Linked DNA regions of Oryza sativa: region 2 is linked to region 1. The links are chromatin contacts, called in public ChIA-PET maps. All regions are on one chromosome and are shown on one strand. Each heading gives the region's core, a stretch centred on a gene start, on an enhancer-like site or on the middle of the called end of the contact. The rest is flanking DNA. Distances are from core to core; before and after follow the strand shown.

What was found. ChIA-PET counts read pairs in DNA pulled down with a chosen protein or histone mark.
Region 2: an RNA polymerase II ChIA-PET map of leaf shows a contact between it and region 1, with 5 times the contacts expected there. The contact joins the promoter of LOC4337164 here to the promoter of LOC9267479 in region 1. A contact is called at or near these places in 2 of 4 datasets of contacts at active chromatin or transcription factors (leaf and seedling).

Annotation. Positions count from the first base shown.
Region 1 is chr4:32,984,286-32,988,424 of ASM3414082v1, forward strand. LOC9267479 reads left to right here and starts at 1,930. Exons shown (of 2, transcript XM_015778052.3): 1 at 1,930-2,261; 2 at 2,476-2,848. The coding sequence starts at 2,165. The coding sequence ends at 2,627. It overlaps LOC136356343 (a long non-coding RNA gene), which reads right to left and starts at 3,891. Exons shown (of 2, transcript XR_010741074.1): 1 at 3,504-3,891; 2 at 1,262-1,502. LOC9269237 (stress enhanced protein 2, chloroplastic) reads left to right here and starts at 4,047. Exons shown (of 2, transcript XM_015778051.3): 1 at 4,047-4,139.
Region 2 is chr4:33,078,626-33,082,764 of ASM3414082v1, forward strand. LOC4337164 reads left to right here and starts at 2,319. Exons shown (of 22, transcript XM_066309487.1): 1 at 2,319-2,831; 2 at 2,951-2,995; 3 at 3,090-3,128; 4 at 3,380-3,550; 5 at 4,040-4,139. The coding sequence starts at 2,439.

The DNA.
Region 1 (4,139 bases), core at 680-3,179:
CGCCGGCTGCGGCCGCGGCGCCGGAGACAAGGGCGTCAAGGAACCCACCAAGCTGTCAACTGTGCAGGTAGGATGCCCCTGTTAATTTCTCAGACTGCCTGATTAATTTTACAGTCGTAGTGCAAATCCACTGGCACCATTGTGCTCATCTCACAGGATTAATTCCGTTACTTTTGCAGCGCGTCGAGATTAGATCAAGAGATCCTAATGTGTCTGGAGGAGAAAAGCCACCGAACAACTAATCAACGCTGCACTGAAATGATATGATGCCGTTGCTTTGCCTTGGTGATTTTCTAATACGAAGTAGTAGTAATTAAATTTGATGTGTGCGAGTACTTTATTCCTCTTCGCGTTGTAATTAAATTTGATGATTTTTTTTGTCACTGGGTTCCTTTTGTAACTCCAGGAGTGCATATGAGTGTGTGCTGTTTTTCTGTAACGTCCGTGATTACATCAAAATTTGAGTAAAGTTGTTTTTCCCTACCGAGACGTGGAAGTATAAAATTTCTGTGACCACGAGCATCACAAAATGTATGAGCCATTTCAGATCAGACAAAGACTCACTGGAAAAATGAAATCAAACTGGGCGACATATATATGATACTACAAGTAGTACTCTAGCACTAAGCTGCTATCTGATCATTATACTCCCTCTGTCTCGTTGTGCACGGATGGTTAAAAGTTGTGCACGGAAAATCATGATTGCATTTAAAATTGAATAGAGGGAATAAGTTTTAAAATTTAAATTTTAGCTACGACATGTAAATTGAAGACTAGACAATTGAGCAAGCCTTTAACAATATTCACTTAAACTGTTAATGAATTTAAAATTTAAAACTTGTAAGTGTTCTGCAGATCTATCTTGAAATGGGTTTCCACAATCTCATGAAATTATCAGATTTTTATCCTTAATTCTAATAAAAACTTGTTATTAAAGTTGCATCTCAAACACCGTCAAAAAAATAATATCAAATATCATATATCCAGATCATTTTGCTTGGTAACACCGTAAAATTGACGGACTTAAAAAAACCATCATATGTTGATATGTGGGCTCGGATCCTACAGTTATTCTCATGTACAATAATATCCCATTTTCATGCAACCCCTGCTGTATATATGTACATATATAGACCTTTCTTTAGAAAAGAATAAGTATGTACGAGTGTACGCTTTGTAGCACAAACGAGCAACAACCCATCAGCGGATAGGAGGACACATATACTTTTTTTTTTAAAAAAAAACGAACCGCACAAGACAGTGAAGTGCGAGTTTCATGTATTATAAAGCGTATATCGATCGAGTGTTCCAGTCGTAACGACGAACATGCAGATACCATCATCTATCATAATCCGTGCATGCATGGACCATGCATACATCATGCACCACCCACATGCTGCTCTGGTCGCTCCTCGCCTGGGCCTCCACCACTGATCGATATGCATGCGTGTCGCGCATGTGGAATTACGAGCTTTCCTTGGCTGTTCCGGGCCTCCTCATCCCTGCGTCCAAAAGCAAGCCGATCGAGGAAATCGTGAGACGATCAGATTAACAACCAAAAATTATCAAGGCGAGCAATACTACTAATTAATTAATCACGCTTGATTATAGTATTAGCCTGCATGCCACAGACATCGTATCATAGAGGGGATATATGGTTAACATTTAGTTACTCTCCACCTCTTCCTCCTTTTCCATTTCCTCCTATTCTTTTCTCTCTTTCTTTAATAGTGTCAGTCTTGCAATGTCTCTTTGAACGAATAAGATAATGCAACAGAGAATGTCATTAGATCTGCGTGCTCGCGTCGCCCAACCATATGATACACATGCGGGGTGACCGAGAAATTCTGATTCCGTCGCGCGGATCTGAATTCAGACGAAAACATAAAAAGTTAACTGAACTTGTTCTGAATATCCTTGCACGCGCGTGGGCCTCGCCTTGGCTGGCTAAAGCTTGCGAGTTCGGTGGCTCCAGCCGCGTATAAATGGGGCGCCCGGTGACGGCGAGAGGACTCACTCACTTCACTCACTCGAAGCAGCGCAACGAAGGCGACGAGCTCACTTGGTTGCAGTTGCAGTAGTAGCTCTTGCTGTGCAGTGCAGTGCAGTGAGCGTTTGAGGAGAGGTAGCAGTAGTAGCTGTAGTTCAGCTTGTGGCAGCTCCCATGGCCAGCTACGCGGCGCAGCTCAAGGACATGTTCTTCGGCCTCGTCGAGCGCGTCACCGGCTACGGACGCGGCGAGGACAAGGACGTCGCTGCAGGTAAGCAAAGCTTGCCGCTCTGAAAAACTGAACTGAAAACCCCATGCTGATAAAGGGAGTAGAGCGACTGAAGGCAATAAATCTCTGAAGAAACTCAAGAACCTGATATTTTCAGATAAAAGGATTGAGGCTGCATATGTGAATCGACCTGTGAAGATTTACTGATGCTGCATGAATGCTAATGACGTGAAGGTTTTGTTTGCTGTTTCTGCAGGTGTAGATGAGCCCAGCAAGTTGGCATCTGAAGAGGTTGCAGTAAGCAGCGAAGAGGTTGTGATTGTACAGCGCAATGAGATCAGATCAAGAGGCGTAGATCCCTCCGTGTCAGGCGGGAAACAGCCAGGGATCAATGCGGCCGGTATCTAGAGGGGATGATTTGATGAACTGAACAACTGTGTCCCCTTGAGTTCTCAAGTACTACTAGTAGTTTATATGATTGTGAGCGTGCTGTGTTACTACTATTGTTTGCTTGTGTATCTCAACCTCACTGAGTTCCTCTCTGTTCCAGTGTGTTTCTCTGATGTACTTGTCATCATGCATGGTTCATGATTACCAGTAGTAATTTGATGAACCTCTTCTTCATGCTATATCTTTTTCTTTGGATGGCAAGCTACTTTATGCTTCTCAAAGCTCATGTAAATAATGTTTTTCTAAAATATTACACGAGATACCTACGCACTATCATCACACACGATGTGCCCCAATAATACCATAACACACAATTAAAGAAACCAAAGTGAAGGCAATGCTCTTTGGTCGTACAATGGAGAGAGATTTCTTCAAAGAGACTAAGGGGGTGTTTGAATCTTCTGAAGATGAACACAAATATTAAATGTTTCACGCAAAACGATATGATAATAACATGTGATTAATTGAGTTTTAATTATTACAAACTTGAAAAATAGATTAATATGATATTTTAGAACAACTTTTATATAGAAAGATTTCGCATGAAACGCAATGTTTAGCAGTTTGAAAAGCGTGTCACGGGTATCTAAAAGTTTATCCAATTTTTGTTGAAGAAAAGAACGTAATCTTAGAGAGGACCTTAGAGAGTGTGTCATTGCTATCACTCGATCAGATTATTATCTGGATGGCTACTGAACTGTACTATTGATAATGACTTATGAGCTAAAGGATCATTTGGGCCCAGTTCTTTACATCTGGACCTGGTGCTCTGCTTGTTCACATGCATCAGAAATAATGTGCCCTGCCTTTTGCAGCAGTGGTAAGCCTTTTAACCTGGGTGTGTAGCGCAGCAGGGGGCAACTTGGCCATGGTGACCGCCAGTAGATGATTTCTGGAGAAGAACAGTCCTATCCATTGCCAATAACTGTTGCAACTCCTGGCCTCAACTTTTTTATGTGATCATCACCACTGCAACACCAACCAAAATAACAGACTGATAGCAGCAGCAGCAGCAGCAGCAGCAGCAGTGATTAGTGATCAATATAAGATTTAGAAACTAGATTAACACTATAACTATGCATACCGAGATTATTACTGATCAAAAGTTAGAGCAAAGAAGAGGATAATTCCAGATCTGGAAGTCAGCATCCATTCATCCAAACCAGACTTACTACCTGAGTCCCCTGACAAAGTGACACGTATACCAGTTCTACCCAGTAACTCGGGAGAAAAATGGGTCAAAGGCGTACGAAACCCACGAATAAACGAGACCCGTCGGATGTAAAACGGACGGTGGAGAAGGCGCCCTTATCCTGCCGCGCGAAAGCGCCATCTGCGTCCGAGAAGCCCGCCACGTTTGGTGCGGCCCACACACAGCCCATGCCGCCCTGCGTCTCGGCGAAGCAACGGTCACGTCGTCTCGCCGGCGTCACCGGGGAACGCGACAACCGCCGGCGAAGTTGACGGGAG
Region 2 (4,139 bases), core at 1,069-3,568, 95 kb after region 1:
TCAACAATCATCAAGCGATCGGACCCCATCGGCTGTAGGGAGTCATCACATAGAAGAAGAAGTTCAACCAACTGCTCCGGCTATCCCAGTAAATTTCTTATAACCAACATATGCAGATCGGCTATGCCTATTTGATCTCTAACTCTCTTTAAATCATCACTGCAGGTCTTAGCCGATCTTTTCTCTTTTGATATCAGAGATTATCTTGATGAAGAGACAGAGGTTGACACTACTAGCAAAGCTCTAGCTCCTTTCTCTGATGACGTAAAGAAAACTCTTGAAGACATCTCTCATTGGCTAGAGACATCATCACTAGACAGCCTAGTAGTCGACTGCGGATCAATTAGGACTCGTCTTCATGAGGTCCAAACTCAAATCCCAGATAAGTTAGCCGATATCCTTACTCCAGCTGTTTATCTTGAACAACATCAATTTAAACTGGAAAAGGCCAAGCTGAGATTAGCCGAACATCGAGAGCACAAAGACATTGAAGCAACAATCTAGGCTAATCGGCAACTTGTTCATGAAGAAAAAGCCAAACTCGATCAATTATCTGAAGGCCCGATCAAATCCAATATTGACCGGCTTGAAGCTCGCAAGATTGAACTCTTAGCACAACTTCAAGAATGCAATGCCGAACTGGATTTAGAGCACAAGAAGTTAGCCGATCTCCCACAATCTATCGAAGAACAAAAAGCAAAGTTAAAATCGGCTATCAAGAATGTTGCTGATATGACCAAATCTCTGAAGGTCATTCCTGGAACCGATGCTCAAGATGCCCAAGCTATAGAAGAAGTAGAACAAATTAGGCAGAGAGCCATATCGGCTATCCAGCAATACTTATCTCAATAATTTTGTAATCGGCTAAAACATTCCGATTAATATGACATATAAGTTGTGCTCAAAAATTTTGCCAAAAATTTTGTACTGTATTGTGATATATATATATATATATATATATATATATATATATATATATATATATATATATATATATATATATGCCCCCCTAGTTTTACAATGTCAAGAGCATTGATAAAAATATGAAACAACTAAGGGTGATATAACAATATCGGCCAATGTACATCGGCAAACCTCAACCGATTACAACAAAACAACTAAGGGCGATATAACAATATCGGCCATCTCAAGGCGATGCAAACGCACCGGCTATTATGTATCGGCAATACTAGCCGATCATGCGTTAACCCAAATACTTGTTGTATTTGTCAACAAATACAACAGCGAGGTGCCCATGGTGTCTTCGTCAATCCTAAGATATGACATCCTAGTCTTCCGTATATGCTTATAGGGGTAGAGTGTTCGTGTGTGCGTTCATTAGGATGAGTATGCGTTCATTGTGAGTGTCTGCATTTGTATTGTGTTTCTCAAAGAAAAAAAACAGTACTAACAATTTTATAAGACATTTAAAAAGAATGGGAATACATCACAATACACTCCCTTAAAAGTGGATATGTAATTGTTGCCCAAGTTAACATCTACGGCCCATACAACCACCCTCCCCAAAACCCCAGCCCAAGACCAAGCCCAACCCAACCCTTTCCATTCATTCCTTCCTATCTGTTTTAGTGTTATGGATTATTAGGGTTTGAGATTGAATCAAGCACCGTGGCGGTGGCCGAGCCTGAGCAGTAGGAGGAGTAGGAAGGCTTTCATCTTCCCTTGCTCGTGAAGGAGGAGGAGAAGGAGGCGGAGTGGCGGGTGGAGAGCCTGAAGCCCCAGTGGGCGAGACAAACATCGCCCGTGGACTCGCTAGAGGTGAAGGAGACATCGGTTCTTTATCTCGAGCGTGGTGAGCTCTCGCAGTGATATCTGTCACAACTTACCAAAAAAACAACTTTCAAAATGAATACATTAAGCTTATGTGGAGAAGAGAGAATTTGTAAAATGAAGAGTATTAGCTCTCACGCAAGAGTTAGTTATTCACAACTTTCAAAGATAAATACTTAAGTGGATAGATAAGAAGAGAAGAAAAATAGAGATAACTTTATTATAGTCATGCTAACTATAAGATAAGCTATAAAAAGCTCATAGTTGGCTCAAATGTGGTTTGGATTCTGTGCGCCGATAGCTCCTGTCAACGTGTCACGCGCTGCGCCTCCGGTGCTCTTGCGATGCGTTCGCTACAAGATCTGAGTCAACGTGTCACGCGCTGCGCCTCCGGTGATCTCTTGCGATGCATTCGCTATAAGATCTGAGCCGCACGTTGGGGAGTAGATATTTTGCGTTTTGAACCCCCTGGAAAATGGTGCGCCACAATAAATCACGCCATTAGAAACCACCACCACTCTCTTTTTGGCGCCTAATCGGCTAATCCCCTCCAGCTTCCACTTCTCCCCGGTTCATCCGCTCTCAAACTCTTCAATCCTCGATTCCCCATTCGAAATTTCGAGTCCCTGAGATCCCCACGTTTCCAGATGCTTCTGCTCCATCCGCGTCCGCTCCCCGCTCCAGCTCCGGCGAGGCGATTCGAGCCCGCCGTCCGGGTCCCACCGCCTCGCCGTCGTCGTCGTCGTCGGCGGCCTCCTCTTCCTCCGCTCGCCTCCGCCTCCGCCTCCGCCGCGATCTACAGCGTTGGTAGCTCCGACGAGGACGCGTTCACCAGGTGCTCCGGGTACCTCTTCGAGGAGGGCGCGGCGACCGAGGGGGAGCTCCCCACGGCTTACGATCTCGCCGGCATCGGCGCCGTCTACCGCCGCAGGCCGCTCCTCGTGGTCCGGCGGGCACTGCAGATTGGCACCTCCTTCGGCCGATGGTTTACGCTGCGATACCTCGACCGCGTCAACGAGCGCTCCGACGACATGTTCGAGGTCCGCCATGCTTTACGTTTGCTTTTGATCTCGTGCACGCTTGCTGTTTGATTAAATTCCTACATTTTTGGGGGGTTGTTCGTGAGCTGATTTTGCATTGGTCGGTGCTGATGCTGCAGATCAGGGCTGCTCAACTCAGGCGAATACTATTGGAACTTGGCCCGGTATGCTTCCGTTTGCCTGTACTGTGTACATATGGGCTCGTTCGTGTACCGTTATGATGATTGATGGGTATGTCATTCTGCTCTTTGATGGCAGACATTTGTGAAGATTGCACAGGCAGTTTCATCGCGACCGGTGAGCCTCAGCAGCCAAGTAGTCGTTGCATTTTCATCACTTCTATTTTAGAGCTTTAGCTTATGATTTTGATGAATTGTTATCTGGCAAATGGTTAGTCATGCACCATTTAACAGTCACATTTATTGGAGCATGAATGTGCTATTCTGCTTGCATAATATATCAGTTGCTAGTTTAGACAACTCAGTGGCTATTCTCTTGCTACTAAATGATTGGTGGGCCATGGACACCTCCTGTCTCATTTGTTGCAGGATGTGATTCCACCTGCGTACCTTGACGAACTTTCACTACTTCAAGACCGTATAGCACCATTTTCAACTGAGGTTGCTTTTAACATTATAGAAACAGAGCTTGGGTTGCCACTGGACATGATTTTCTCAGAGATATCACCAGAGCCTGTTGCTGCTGCATCTCTTGGGCAGGTATGTTTGTTTTATTTTTTTTGTAATGTCTTGAAGATTCGATCTACCTCTTCAGCAACTTTGTGATTACCTGTTTGCACTTTGAACTGTATAAACAGACCAAACTTGTGTGCTTGTCTCCTGTCAGCTGCACTTAGTTAAATTCAACTGTACGATTCATGTCAACTTGTTGATGTTTGAACTGTGCGCATTAAAACCGATGCACGGCACAATGTTTATTTACTTTTATAAAGTAATATTCAAAACTAATTTCATTTATTTGAAAGCTAGCACCTGGAAGCATCTAAACTTAAACTAAACAAATTCTGGCTGTAACATGCTCTGAGTTGTTCGATAGGATGGGGATCCCAAAACTGCATACTGTTTCAGCCCTGCTAATCAACCATGTTATGTTGAACAATTGGTGAAATGACAGTGATACTCTGTATAGTGCATTGTCAGATATTTTCATCTCTGGACGATATAACATTTCATATTCTACTATTGTAGGTTTATCAGGCCAGGCTTCGTTCCAACAGGAAGGTTGTTGCTGTCAAAGTACAAAGACCTGGAGTTCAAGCAGCAATTTCCTTGGATATCTACATCTTGA